5 separate regions of the Mus musculus genome follow, and all the other regions are linked to region 1. A link is a contact called in public Hi-C, HiCAR-type and HiChIP or PLAC-seq data. All regions are on one chromosome and are shown on one strand. Each heading gives the region's core, a stretch centred on a gene start, on an enhancer-like site or on the middle of the called end of the contact. The rest is flanking DNA. Distances are from core to core; before and after follow the strand shown. Region 1 holds the start of Phf14 (PHD finger protein 14). Region 2 holds the start of 1110019D14Rik (RIKEN cDNA 1110019D14 gene). Region 3 holds the start of Bmt2 (base methyltransferase of 25S rRNA 2). Region 4 holds the start of Tmem106b (transmembrane protein 106B). Region 5 holds the start of Tmem168 (transmembrane protein 168).

Region 1 (2,700 bases), core at 31-2,530:
GACATGTGCAGCTTTCCTTGCAATTGGACTCTTTACTCTTGTGATTCTTAACTCTTACAGTTTAAATTTTCTGATGTTCTGAATAAAGTTAGCTATTGCATGAGAACTTAGTCTACCTTCTTTTTAGGTTCTGTTATCCCAGGCCCCTGTAGAGTGGTAAACAGTTTTTCCATATATTTTTTGAAGGGGTCTTTAGTGTTAGTTGTCTTCTCTATATTTCCCACCCCCATTAGACTTTTTTTTCACTAGCATCTTAACTTCACCTTCAGATTCGTTCATTAGCCTATTAAAGCCAGTCCTGGGCTTGGCTCCTGTCTGCCTTGTTTCTGAGGCTTACTTACTTACTGGAGTTACACAAAATAGTTGTCTTTCTTCTTTTCTTTTTAACTTATGTTCCTAACTTTGAAAAATGGAATATTTGTCTTTTTGAGTCCTAGTTACCTCACGCAGGATAATTTTTGCTATGTTTGTCCATTTTCTTGCAAATTTCATTTTTCTTAACAGCTGAATAATATTCCATTGTGTAACTATAAAACATTTTCACTATTCAACCATTAGCTTATGGACATCTATAATGTTTCTAAATTTTGGTGATTATATAGAGAGCAGCAATGGACATGAATGAGCAAATATCAACGTCTGAGTGGTGTCTTAGTCAGTGTTTCTATTCGTACACAAAACATCATGGCCAAGAAGCAAGTTGGGGAGGAAAGGGTTTATTCAGCTTACACTTGCACATTGCTGTTCATCACCAAAGGAAGTCATGACAGGAACTCAAGCAGGTCAGGAACTTGGAGGCTGAAGTGGATGCAGAAGCCATGGAGGAGTTCTGTTTACTGTCTTTCTTCCCCTGGCTTTCTTATAGAATCAAAGAATACTAGCCCAGGGATGGCACTACCCATGATGGGCTAGGCCCTCAGTGCTTGATCACTATTTGAGAAAATACCTTACAGCTGGATCTCTTGGAGGCATTTCCTCAAGGGAGGCTCCTTTGATTACTCCAGCTTGTGTTAAGTTGATACACAAAACTAGGAAGTACAAGTGTTATAGTCGAATCTTGAGGTAGATGGAGACTCAGCTTCGTGAGGAACCTGTACTCTGATTTCCATAGTAGCTGTACCAGTTTTCACTCCCACCAGCAATGACTAGTTCTTAGGCAGATGGATGGAACTAGAGAATCTGTGAATATTCTTAAAGTTACTGAGTTCCGGCGAGGGAGCGAGTGCGCGCATGCGCCCTCAGCTTCGGCTGCCCAGGGCGGCGTTTCCGCGGCGGCTTTCACTTCCTCCTTGTCGGAGCTGTATCCGGGTCGCTGTTCTCCCTATTGTCTCTGACAGAAGGCCCTCCGCTGTGCAAATTCTGGGTCTTTTGTTGCTTCTGGTGCAGGCTAATAAAGTTTTCTTTTTATTTCCAGTTTTTACCGGGGCAGTTCCCCTCGCAGGGCGGCCGGTTCGGGCCTAGCGCCCCTGGCCGGGGAGCGCGGGGGAAGGGGCGCCGGGCGGGCGGGCGGGCGGGCGCGGGGCGTGGGGAGGGACAGTAGCCCACCCCCGGGGTCGCCCCTGCTCGGTCGGCGCAGCGCCCTGCCTCGGTAGCTGCTCTCCGACCGGTCTCCTTGGTCCTCTGCGCGTCCCTGCTGCCTTGCCTCTCGCAGCCTTCCCTAGCTCTCCAAACGACCACCTCACGGATTCCTTAGTAAGTGTCTCCGAGGCCTCAGCCCCGCGCCACTTCTCCTTTCAAGTCAGGCGGTGCTGAGCAGGGAGGGCCGGGTGGGTCCTGCAGGACAGACAGACAGACGGACCCTTGCTGGAAGCTGCTCCGTGGTCCCTTGGCTTCCGAGATAGCGTGCGTGGCCGTACGTTGTCTGAGTGAGGGATTACCGAGTGGTCAGAAGTTAGGCGGGGGTCTGCGAGGATGTGGGCTGTTTGCATTGGTCCTGGCCTAACGTCAGGGGCAGCCAGGCTCTCTGCATCCAGCGCCCCCAAACCCAACTTTTCCCACCAAGCTCAGTGTGGAGAAGTCAATTGGAGATTCCGTGCAGTGCACGAAGTCATTTCTATTTCCCCCAGCATCACAGTTCTCCCTGTTTGGTGAGATTGTAAAATGATTGTAATTTTTTCTCTTAACAGTGGATCGCAGCTCCAAGAGGAGGCAGGTGAAGCCTTTGGCCGCTTCTCTCCTGGAAGCTCTTGATTATGATAGTTCAGATGACAGTGATTTTAAAGTTGGAGATGCTTCAGGTAAATGTTTGCTTTCTCTCCCTTTCACAGCTTTCTGCCGTTCACTGCATTTTTAACTTTTTAATTTTTTTTTGAGACTTTTGATTAAAATGTTCATTTACTGTGCACACAAACCATTTATTTTGGTCATTTAATTTCTCACATTAACCTAAGAACCTCTCATTAGAACCTACTATGGCTTCTGCTTCCGTCCAGATTTACTCAGATGGTTAGCTGGTAGGGAGGAAGCCTTATTCAAAAAGGAGAAACATTTTTCCCAATCTATACCCTAAACTATATTTATGCTTATATACTCGAGTGAAGACTTGAGGTACCCCAGATGTAGAAGAGTATATTATGAATAATATGGACCACAATATTCTTGCGCAGTGTTACTCCCATATCAGCCCCCTAGGCATACTTAGGGGAGTTCTTTTTGTGCACGAGCTCGCTAACAATGAAGCCCAAGGAAACCTTGTGCTTT
Region 2 (2,700 bases), core at 107-2,606, 1.9 Mb after region 1:
TACTTTTGCAAACTTAAGCCCTCTCACTTTGGCCCCTTCCCAAGCAGCAAATACAAGTTATGGGCCACATTATTAGTGCACTCTTTGTTGTTAAGAGCCGCCCTCCACTCCCATCTGCCCTCCACTCCCATCTGCCCCCATTGTAGAAGAAACAAGTATGAACGTGAAAGCATCTCTTAACTGAGAGTGTTAACTCTCAGCTAACTGTAACCCTCTTGCTGAGAACGGGAGAGATCAAATCTTGGGGTCGGCCTCAACAGAACAATGGTTTTCAGCACACTGGTCAGGGTGCAGTCTAATTCAGAAGAGTCCTTCAGAGTCACATCTGTCCATTTCGCTTTCTTGCGTATATCCCCAAGCAAGCACAGATGCCGGTAATGCTGAGAACCACACCTAATAAGAGTGCAATCGCGTCTCCAGCTTCCACTGCTTCAACAACAGGCAGGATCAAAAGCAGCGAAGCGAGGACTAAGATCAATTGCGTTGAAACTGAATTCATGATGCTAGGATCTGGAGGGCTGAACTTGCCTAGAAGTTAAACACCGAACAAAAGAAACTGTTAAAAAAAAAAGCCTTATTTTTTTTTTTTTGAATGACAATATTAATATAAAACAATCTTTTAGACTGGAATTTGTGAATCATTTCAGATGTCAGTTTAAGATGACAAAACTAAAGACAGTCATTTTAGGTTATCATTAGAAAAGAGAGGGAAAAATGCATAAGATACTTGCCAAATAAAATACCCTAACAGGTAAAAGTCACATTTTATTAGCATGTCTCTTATCTAGAAAATTCAACACAACACGTGACTCTGTGAAGTTGTAAGGAATTAATAAGACTTACCGAAACAAGGGTATAAGTAATTCTACCCAACGTGAAATATTCTCTTTGGAACTTCCGGATGCTGAGGCTAAGAGGTTACTCGTGACACAGCCTATTTTAAAGAGGAAGCTAGAGTCAGTGAGAAACGAACAGCAAGGACAGAAATTGGTAACGAGTACAGAAAACACTCCCTAACAGTTCCTTCAAAAAGAGACTACTAGATTTAAAGTTAGTTCTCACACACAGATTGCTAAATGAAACCAAGCCGAGAAGCAAATTCATCCCAAGATCTAACATAAAGATCTGGAATTCCTTCGCCCTGGGAGGGTGCAAATTTGTTGGGTTGTGCAAGTACACTAGGAGAATCAATCCTGGAATCCCCGGGAGCGGAGTTTGTACCTTACCGGACCGAAAGCAGCCATTACAGGAATGGAGAGCAGGGCGGTGTCGCCAGACTACATTTCCCACAAGCCCTGCTGCCTACTCCCGTCATGCACAGCGCGCTCTGGGATCCCTGACTGAGGGATAGACCACAGGCTGCTTGTTGTTCGGGTTTCACAAGTTTGCCCTCTGGTTTTACTGTTAAAGAGAGGGTGAGTGTTCAAGAAAAGGTTTAGTGAATTCGTAGGACTAACGAAACAACAATACGTGTTTTCTGCCCTGTAAAGGAATTCTAGCCGCATGAATATGTCTTGTTAGTACTCTGAAATAAGGAAGTAACCGTGGGAGAGGGTAGCTGAGGGAAGCCATCTGTTTGGGAATGTTTCAAACCTGGGGCCTTCCAACATTTCTGCAGCAGAAAATCCCCGTTATCATTTTCCAAATGTGCCTAATGACATTTGCTAATTTTTTAAAACTAACGGGGAAAATAAGCACATTTAATCAGAAAGTTTGGAAAATATTGAATCATTTGTGGTGCAAATCAGGTTTAGAAAATATGGTTTCAGCCCTATACACAGATCTTTTCCGATTCGAATTCTTGTCTTTTTCAGAATGTTCACTCTCCACAGCCTCCCAATATTTTAAGATGCCAAGTTTAGTACTCAAAACCATTATAAGTATTATTCACATGCATCTGTAAGCATTAACTTTGAAAAGTTCTTGAAGTCTTGTTACCTGGGATATCCATACTAAATGTTCCTTCTGGCCCGAGCACTTTCATACTTACTGACAATTTGTCATCTTCTCATTGTAAGTTACTCACGGTGCTGAGTTAGAGGTGCCCGGACTTGTCCTGATAAAAATCATGCGAATACTGTGGGCACACTCAGTTGAGTGTCTATAATCAGCTTGTATTCTTGTGTTGTTGGTTCTCCTTTTAAACACAGTTGTATCTCTCTGACGGTAATGATTTATACTTCTGCTTCCCAAAAGACGTTTGGCAGGAACTTCAGCGACATTAGCTAGGAACAATAATTTGATGAAATAAATGTGCCAAGATTTTACAGGAGCTTCACAGAGGTGGTGAACACATTAAAGCAAGTTGTGTCTGATAGATTGACAGTGTTGTTTTTCTAAAGTTAATTATTTTAACAAATTCACTCTAATTGCACTTGTCTTATGTTGCTTTTGGCTTTGTATCTTTCCTATCAATTAGTTTTGGAATAGGACCTCTTGCTTTTATGACTTCCAAAATATCCTCCTACATTCCAGTGTTTTCATTTGGGAGGTTTTATTTTTCCTTATGTATTTGTTTCAGCTAGTGGAAGTCTGCAGACTAAAGTTAGTGCTTGTACACTTTTCTGTTCCTGAGTCTGTAAAGTGTCTTGCTTAAGCTTTAAGTTTGCAGAGTCTATGCATGGTAAAAATGTTCATCTTTTCAATTATTGTAGTTAGAAATTAACTAATGACTTGGTCTATCTGTAAAACCGTGGTACA
Region 3 (2,700 bases), core at 136-2,635, 1.8 Mb after region 1:
CTTTGAATAGTGTTAAGAATAAAATGCATCAACGACACTCAAAGGAAGATAGACTTGACTGAACTTTCAGAGTAATTGAAAAGTGTGCATAACTGAAAAGTGACATGATCTCACAAGTCTTTGTTCCTTCACTGTCATAATTTCTCTTTTAACCTAAATTATTAACTAGTTAAAAGACTGACATTAGAACGCTGCTGAGTTTTCATTTTGCAATTAAGCTAAAGAAAAATCTGCTGAAAGTAGCCCATTTTAACACTTTATGAGAATTTTTTTCCTGAACACATGAAGAATAATGCAAAGTGTCACCTTCCGAATCTTATAAAGTTGCTTTGTTTGAGAGCCCCCATTTACAAAATGCCAGGATAATTCATAAAATTCAACTATAGACACTGTTCCGGCATATGCGCCAGACGAAAAGCTGCCCCCATGGAAGAGCGGGGTCTGCACCTCTGGCCAGCTTCGAAGGCACCGGCATCTTTCAGAGTCTCTGTGCTTAGAGACTCTTCAAACCTGCACAGTCTCTTAAGAACCTGCCCCAGATCTCTTCCTGGACTGTCTCCACAAACTTGAAGATGGAGCTGCGGTGGAGGGGAGCTACCTGCCACCCTCTCCCCAGTGAAACACGGCAGGCGAAGCACCTTGAGATCCTCCGCTGGGCCTGCTGACTTCGCAGCCCTGGATGCCCAGGCAGGGGAGGCCTCGGCACGGCCTTGCCAAGGAGCGAAGAGGAAGAGGGGCTGTTGCCAAGCGGGCTGAACAACAGGCTGGTCCAGCGCAGAAGAGCGAGGGGCAGCTTCGCTCCTGCCAGTCTCTCGGTGGAGTCACCCCCACCCCCACCCCTCTTCGGGTCTTACCTGAAAGCCCCTCCCTCCCTCTGAGCGGCGGCTCGGTGACAGTGGTCTCAGCCCACCGCTGGGGACAGGGCCTAGGCGGGTGGCGACTGCCCATTAGGGCTCCGGGAGCCGACCGCAGGAGGCCGGCCGGCCGATCGCGGCCTGGGCAGACGTGCCGCCCCCGTGTGTGTCAATGGTGGCCTGTGGGGCTGAAAAGAGCTGACCCAGCCGGGGGACGCGCCTCCCCTCCCCCGATGCCTGTTTACCTTCGCGGTACTTCTTGCGGAGCCGCCGATGAACGCTCTTCACCACCCCGGACAGCTTCTCCTGCTCCAGCTTCCGCTCCTGCTCCCGGGGCTGCGCGGCGTTCGGGGGCCGCTGTCCGCGCGCTGCGCCTCGGCCACCCGGCCCCGGCTCCATAGCGCTGCCGCCGCCGCCGCTGCCGCTGCCGCCGCCGCCCCTCGGGCCCCGCGGTCTCTCCCCGGACGGAGGAGGTGGGGAAGAGGAGGCAGCAGCAGAGGCAGCAACCGGAGGAGGCCGAGGAGCCACAGCTAAGGCCTCGGGGGCGGTGTCTTCCCAATAGCGCAAGGTGATTGGTGAACTGCGGAGGGCTGGGTGGAAATGGAAAGGGCCGCGGACCAATGGGCAAAGGGCAGCGGCGGCGCACCGGGTTGTTTGGGAAGGAGCAGCTGAAGGAGGCGGAGAAAGCACTGGGCTCCTCGCCAGGCCACGCCCCGGATGCTGTGCGGAGGAGCCGGGGCTGCCTAGGGGAGGAGGCCTGTGGTATGGGGTGCGCTTGCGCCCCAGAGTTATTTGCCTAGTTTGAGCTTCATTGTATGGTCCAGCTTTGGCACGTCTCCCAACTTCCTAGGCCGCTGGGAGTTTGGGTGATGCTGCCACAGGACGCGGTCGTCCACCTGAGTTCCCTCTGCACCCTGTTGCACCTCTACAATTCCCTTCAGCTAAATACCCTTTGAAGACTTGGCTGCTACGCAGGGTTTTACATTTCAAGGAGTCCAAACTTGAAAGCCTTCATCGGGGTCAAGGAGAGGTCAAACTACCAAATCCCGATGTAATTCTCTTAGCTAACCCAGGTTAATGCTTGGCATACTGCTGCTACACGAAAGACAATGAATTGCGGGAAAGAAAGATAAAAAAAAAAAAAAATAGTAGGAGGTGTGGGACAAGTTAAAACACCAAAAGGCCATATTGTCTCCCTGTAGAACTTCTGTAATGACCATAAGAATGGGTTACTGGAAAACTTGCATTGATTGTAGGTCATCTCAGAACCCACAGAAAAGTCTGCTCAGGTGGTCTCTCATATTTTGGACAGTTAGTCCACTAGTCCATGCAAAATTCAGTAAATGGCTCCCCCTTTCCAACTTCTTTCATTTGTGTGTAACACTATTAAGGGTATGTGATTGCCGACTTGTTTAAGAAAGATGGAAGCCCAATCTCCAAAAAGAGACTGCATTCGCTCTGTACTAGTACTTACCTAGGCTGCTGGTAGTGCATCAGGCAGACCTGGGAATGACTTGTATCTGATTGTGCACTTTACAGCTATTGGTTACATCACATTGTATAGACATTGTATAGACATTGTTGCATTGAAACTTTCAGATCAATGTCTTGGTAATATTAGTAACATTCTCTTTATGTCACTGTTGGGTCCAAAGGAAACGCTGTTTCCACAAATTCTGGGGGTTAGACAAAAAGCCACATTCCTCAGGAATTGTTGAAGCTGATTCCTTTCTGCTAAAGGGAGCCATTTCTTTTACCATTCTCAGAAGGGATAATTTGTTATCTGTGGAACCTAACAGCATAGCGAAGTGCATGCTGGCCTCCAGGCTCTCTCACATCACAAATG
Region 4 (2,700 bases), core at 93-2,592, 1.1 Mb after region 1:
TCTGAAACTGTAAGCCAACCCCAAATAAATGTATTCTTTATAAGAGTTGCCATGGTCTACTTCGAAGCTATTGTTAACTCTATTGAAATCCTAAGAAACTGGTTACACACTGCACACAACTTTACTTTAGAATTCTCATTATAATTTAGGATGAATCTCACAGAGTGAAATTGCCGGACCTAAGGAGGTGAATGTTTTAAATAGTCTTAAAACATCCTGCTTATGTAGATGGAAAATACACAGCTCTCACCTCAAAAGGACAAAGAGTTTATTCTAAAGCCAATATGAGGAACCATGACCTGAAAACAAAGACTTGGGCTATTCCAAATACCAATGTCCCAATGTGATAACAATTTCATGAAACTTTTATATACATAGAAGATGGTCATAAATCAAAATACTTTCCAAATACATACAAGGCAGTTTAGAAGAGCGGGACAAAATTGGGAGCTCCTCGCCCAGTGCAGTTGCTTTTTTCCAGTAGAGAAGGAAAAAAAAAAAAAAAAAAAAGAAAAAGAAAAAAAAAAAAAAACACAATTAAGAGATGCTTACTTCCCAGTTATAACTCTGTTAATTTTCTAGGAATTTCACCAGAAACCCCATTTATAGGGAAGCTATTAAACTCCTTTAGCAACCGCATCTGTTCTTGCTTTCAATTTTATCTTATTATAATCCCATCCAGGAATCTTATGAGCCACTTAATACATCTTGATTATCAGGAAGACAGAAAAGAGGTCATAACAACCTTTGACTATAACACTGGCGAGCCACTAAAATGAGCCACTGTAGCCTCAACTCACTGTAAATTATGACTGGACAATGAGGTGCATGGATTGGGACACTCCTTTAACAACTCACTTGGTCATGAGCTTTGGGGTACAACTCTTATTGCATGCACTGAATAATGTGAATTTAAGTACAAAATCAAAACAAGATTAAACCAAGGCGGGGGCGGGGGTGCGTCTTCCCGGTGACATTAATTTCTAAATGAAAACTCAATAACAAAATTCTGGCCTGCAACTCTGCCAGAAATGTGCACCAACCGGCTCATTCTAACCCCAGGAAGGAAGTTTTGTGTCTGCAAATCTAGACTTGAGAACACGATCGCTCAAAATTGCGACGGTGCACATTCCTCCCCTTTACAAAAGGAATCAGCCTGGTGGAGGGGAAAAGGGAAAACCGATTATTCGTAAGCCAGGCGCAATTAGTACTATTTTGAAACTTTCCAGTCTAGAGAAGAGACAGGTGACAAAACCAGAAGCTTTCACCCTGGCAACTTCCCTTCAAACCGGTGACAGTGCGCATGCGTAGTGTCCATTCCAGGGCCTAGCCCCTCCTTCCTGGGGCGAACTGCGCAAGCGCACGCGCAGGCTCTCCCGGTACGGAGCTCAGCTGATGCAGTTGTTGTGCTACCCCTCCCCCGCAGCTCTCCCGGCTGCACTCTACCGGCGCTCGGCCCGGCCCCGGGACCGGGACGCTGTGACCCTGTCCTGCGGCCCGCACGCACCGGAGCATCCCGGGACCGCGCAGCACTCCGCGTGCGGGTGAGCGACCCGGGCCGTGGGGCCCACGTCCCCTGCCCGAGCGGTGAGGGAGGCCGCGGCGAGCCGGGTGCGGGGTTGTCACCGCGGGGGCCTTGGCTTCGCTCCCGGGGTGGCTCGGGCGGCGCCAGGGCCCTTGATCTGAGCGGCCGAGTAGCTCTGGGGCTTGACAGTTGTAGTTGCAAGGTGACTCGGATGTTGATTTCTTCCGGGGGTTTGTTTGCCTGTGATGCCCTTTGAAAAGCGCTCGTTTCCGTCTCCCTTGAGCCCCTCAGAACTAACCCCAGGTCTGCACACAAACAGGTGACACATCTCAGTTGCATGCGCTGCTGAATTTATCTTTTTCCCAGTTTCTAGAGCATCTGAGAACCGTGTTGAGTTCACAAGACCGCGGTATAAACATTGAGAGCCCGGGGAGGAGACGAAGGGGATCTACCACTCCCTTTAAAAACCTCAAGTAAGTTTCCAAAATGACAGGGGTTACACTTGTCAATAGCCTCAAGAAAAGCTAAGCAAGAAGGCTAGGATTCAAGTGACTGCTTAATCTGGTGTGTACCCAAACCCACCTTCAGCAGAATATGTCAAGGTTACTGTGGGTCTGAGTAAGGCAGCCAGCGGAGACCAGAACCACTTAGCTGTCCCTAGCCTTTTGCCATAAAGGCTCCCATTTGTGGGACACAGTTTTCACCCCTGTGATGACACCACGTGTTGTCTAGTGTCAGCTGATTCTAAACCACCCTGTGTACTCCAAAGCTTCCAAGGTCACAGTGTAAGGAGCCGGTACTGATTACAATTCACCCCTGTGCACCTGTGGCTGCCAAGTGTTGGCTTGGCTCTGACTCGCTGTCATTGAGCCACAGTAAGATACTGTGTGTGTGTAAGTCACAATCACTGATATTTCTGAGCTATGGTACACAGTGTGTACACAGAACTTCTGAAAGTATATTTATTCATTTTTTTTTACTCCTTTTCTATATGACTCAAGTTTTTAAATTTAATATTGCTGTCTACACAGTGAGTGAATTCAACAAGTAGCATTCAGATTTTGAAAAGCAGATATGAATTTCCTTCATCTGGGGTGACCTGAATCACTTAGTATCATTTTATTTTTTAATGAAAAATATTAAATTAAAAGTAGTATCTGTGATTGTGTAGTTCG
Region 5 (2,700 bases), core at 122-2,621, 1.7 Mb after region 1:
AGTGCCTTTATAAAGTGCTACACAGTGGACAGGAATAACTGCCCCATCTGTTACTGCTCTTCCTCTCACTTTTATTCCAACTACACTTCAATTATGAACTACAGAAATGGCGTGCCCTCTCTGGACATATTCCTTTTCCTCCTCCTAGCCCTATCTGCCCTTTATCTGTCAAACCCTTCATTCAGGTGTGGGCTTACAATTCTTTTCGTAGGAGAATCGCCTCTCGGATCACTCTCTCTGAAATGGAAAAGTAAAACTACTCTTTTCTTCACCATTTGTTTAATGTCTGCATTCTTCACAGGTCACAAAGTCTCTGGGGAGATCTGTCTTCCACAATGCACGCTCAGTATCCAGCAGTCTGTAATCAAGTTAACATTCAATTCCGAAGGGGGGGGGGCGGGGAGAGGAGACTGACTAATAATAGAAAAAACTACTTAAGAAATGCAGATAAAATAAACCACTTTCTAATAAGCCACAGCTAGCACTAGTACTTAAGTGAGAGTCCAGGAATCATTGGCTTGTCTGCTCTTGGCTTTACTCCAACCTTCACTTAATTCACCAAATTTCTTCCAAAACAGAAAAGTGCCCTCATGGTGTCCTAAGACAATGGACTTCAAGACACAATGTATCGCTTTCATAATCCTTCAGTGGAAATCTATGTCTGTTCCTCGTAGGGGAAATGTCCAAACCTGAAAGAACAACACTGAGCCGTCAGGAGTTGGAGACCTGCAGCCTAGTTTCTCTGAGTTCCTGCTAATAACTCTTTCGGCCCACCTCTTAACTAGAAGAATGGCAACTCGGACTCTCCTTTTTGAGCAGCTATGGTAACTTCTCTCCCGTTAGGGCTCGATCTAGCGAGAGATGGAGAAGTGGGCTCGGGACCCTGGCTGTTCCGCTACCCCTTAGCTCTGGGACGAGGCGACACCACGCGACTCCCGGGTCAGGGTGAGGCGGGACACCGAGGCACGCCCTCCCTTGGCGGTCGCCAGCCCCCGAGCATCGATCCCACCAGGAGGCCGACGGGGCGGGGCCTGGCCGGCTCAGCCGGACCCTGGGCGGCGCCCCAGCCCTCCGCCGCCCCTCGGCTCCCGGATGCCCCTTACCCGAGTCAGCGGTCGCCAGCGAGCCTCGCTCTTTCCGCTGCGAAGCTCGCAGAGCCAAAGGGCGCGGAGCCTCCGAGCCAGAACGCGGAGGTGATGTGGGGACGTGAGCCCGAGGCCTCCCGCACTAGCACCGCAAGGCCTCGGTAGAAACTTTCGCTAGGACCGACACGGCCGCCATGTTTCCGCCGCTGACTCCCAGCGCTACGGATCGCCGTCAGGGACAAGGCGCGCCGCGCGCTTCCTTCCCTGGCCCGGCCTCCTAGCCGCTCTCCACGCCCAGCGGCGAGCCTGGGGAGGCAGGTGCTCGCTGCGCTGCCCCACCCTGGGCCTGTTTAACTCCCACCCGGGATTAGCAGCAAAAGCAGGGAAGACCACGGATGATCAGGCCCCAAAGCAGCGAGGTCACCGCTTAGAGTTGGACCGAAACTGAGCCAGCTAGAGTGGGATAATTGCAAGTGGACTATAAATCTATGTAGAAGGCGTTGCTGCTCTTTCATATAGGTGGTATAATATATGGCTTTGCATATGCTGACCAAACCTTCAAAACCTGTCTCTCCTTGCCCCAGCCTGCTTTTCTAATTAAGTCCGCCATTAATCCCCAATCCTGAACATCTTTATTCTACAGCCCTAGCTAGCTTTCCTTGGCCCTAAGCGCACCTTCAAACACCACAGATGATTTTAATCTGCATTCTGATGGCACTTAAATTAACATAGTTGTACACACGTGAGCGCCGCATTTCACAGGTGCTGCGGAGCAGCAGTCTCAGGGGTTGAAATTGGTTTCTCCATCTGTGAAATGGTAACAAAACCTTTCTCACAGGACTGTGAATATACAGGGAAACAGTGTGTCCCTCCATGTACAAAATGAATTTAAAAGATATTCAATACCTGTAAGAACACGTTGTTAAGGAGGGCTTTAAGACAGTCTCGTTCGCGTACGGACCGCTATAAATCCATCTTGCAATGGAGAGGAGATAATGGTTCCAGTTCAATAGAGAGCTTGTAAAAGTGGGACTTTAACGATTAGGATGCGGTAGGGATGCTTGAGCAAATGGGGAATCACATTAGCTTTAAGGGGGACAATGACTTGGAAGCATAACAACATTGTTGCTAACACAACAAAGGTACTTGTTACCTTGAAAACAGGAAGATAAGAAAGATAGAAAGCTAAACTGACTTCATGGCGTTCTTAGTTAAAAACTAGATTTTACTAGGGAATGCACAGTTGGGCCTGAAAAACAAGTTCTGAACGAAGCCTGAATAGAATACGGCCAGGCAAAAAGCAAGAAAACCCCTTTCCTTTCCCAAAAAAAAACATTTCCACCAAAAAGTCCCTGCCTGCCTTCTGATTCCATTTCCTGCTGCTTGCAGCCCCTCATATAGGTCAAACCATTTCAAACCCCTAGCCCGCTCATGTGTAAACAAACACTGATAACATCTATCCGACAAAGTTTCTTCTGTGGATTGAGGGAGAATGTGTGTTTTAAAAATGCCTTACAACCTTTAAATGGCTTATCCTTTCAGATAAACCTCCAAATCCTTAAATAGGGCATGTGGGTGTTATCTCAGTGGTAGCATGCTTACCTAGCTTGCATGA

What was found. A called contact is a pair of places that touch in the nucleus more often than the background predicts. HiCAR-type assays count read pairs that join an accessible place to other places. HiChIP or PLAC-seq counts read pairs in DNA pulled down with a chosen protein or histone mark.
Region 2: a contact with region 1 is called in a HiCAR-type map of astrocytes, with 3 times the contacts expected there. The contact joins the promoter of 1110019D14Rik here to the promoter of Phf14 in region 1. A contact is called at or near these places in 3 of 39 promoter capture datasets (liver and pre-B cells), 1 of 115 datasets of contacts at active chromatin or transcription factors (astrocytes) and 1 of 9 other capture datasets (liver).
Region 3: a Hi-C map of B cells shows a contact between it and region 1, with 5 read pairs. The contact joins the promoter of Bmt2 here to the promoter of Phf14 in region 1. A contact is called at or near these places in 1 of 484 Hi-C or Micro-C datasets (B cells) and 2 of 115 datasets of contacts at active chromatin or transcription factors (astrocytes and pro-B cells).
Region 4: a contact with region 1 is called in a Hi-C map of muscle stem cells, with 2.6 times the contacts expected there. The contact joins the promoter of Tmem106b here to the promoter of Phf14 in region 1. A contact is called at or near these places in 7 of 39 promoter capture datasets (the 3T3-L1 cell line, the C10 cell line, cranial neural crest and 4 more), 3 of 484 Hi-C or Micro-C datasets (CD4 T cells, bone marrow-derived macrophages and muscle stem cells), 1 of 115 datasets of contacts at active chromatin or transcription factors (astrocytes) and 2 of 9 other capture datasets (liver and pancreatic islet).
Region 5: a contact with region 1 is called in an H3K27ac HiChIP or PLAC-seq map of microglia, with 5 times the contacts expected there. The contact joins the promoter of Tmem168 here to the promoter of Phf14 in region 1. A contact is called at or near these places in 1 of 39 promoter capture datasets (pre-B cells), 1 of 484 Hi-C or Micro-C datasets (CD4 T cells) and 2 of 115 datasets of contacts at active chromatin or transcription factors (microglia and regulatory T cell precursor).

What each region holds. Positions count from the first base shown.
Region 1 is chr6:11,924,601-11,927,300 of GRCm38.p6, forward strand. It overlaps Phf14 (PHD finger protein 14), which reads left to right and starts at 1,281. Exons shown (of 18, transcript NM_001168382.2): 1 at 1,281-1,692; 2 at 2,127-2,237. The coding sequence starts at 1,692.
Region 2 is chr6:13,870,213-13,872,912 of GRCm38.p6, forward strand. 1110019D14Rik (RIKEN cDNA 1110019D14 gene) reads left to right here and starts at 1,357. Exons shown (of 3, transcript NR_045995.1): 1 at 1,357-1,415. It overlaps 2610001J05Rik (RIKEN cDNA 2610001J05 gene), which reads right to left and starts at 1,306. Exons shown (of 3, transcript NM_001352887.1): 1 at 1,227-1,306; 2 at 844-934; 3 at 1-528. The coding sequence starts at 499. The coding sequence ends at 320.
Region 3 is chr6:13,676,581-13,679,280 of GRCm38.p6, forward strand. Bmt2 (base methyltransferase of 25S rRNA 2) reads right to left here and starts at 1,386. Exons shown (of 5, transcript NM_175312.4): 1 at 1,100-1,386. The coding sequence starts at 1,253.
Region 4 is chr6:13,068,417-13,071,116 of GRCm38.p6, forward strand. It overlaps Tmem106b (transmembrane protein 106B), which reads left to right and starts at 1,343. Exons shown (of 9, transcript NM_027992.3): 1 at 1,343-1,544; 2 at 1,892-1,998.
Region 5 is chr6:13,606,727-13,609,426 of GRCm38.p6, forward strand. It overlaps Tmem168 (transmembrane protein 168), which reads right to left and starts at 1,372. Exons shown (of 5, transcript NM_028990.5): 1 at 1,104-1,372.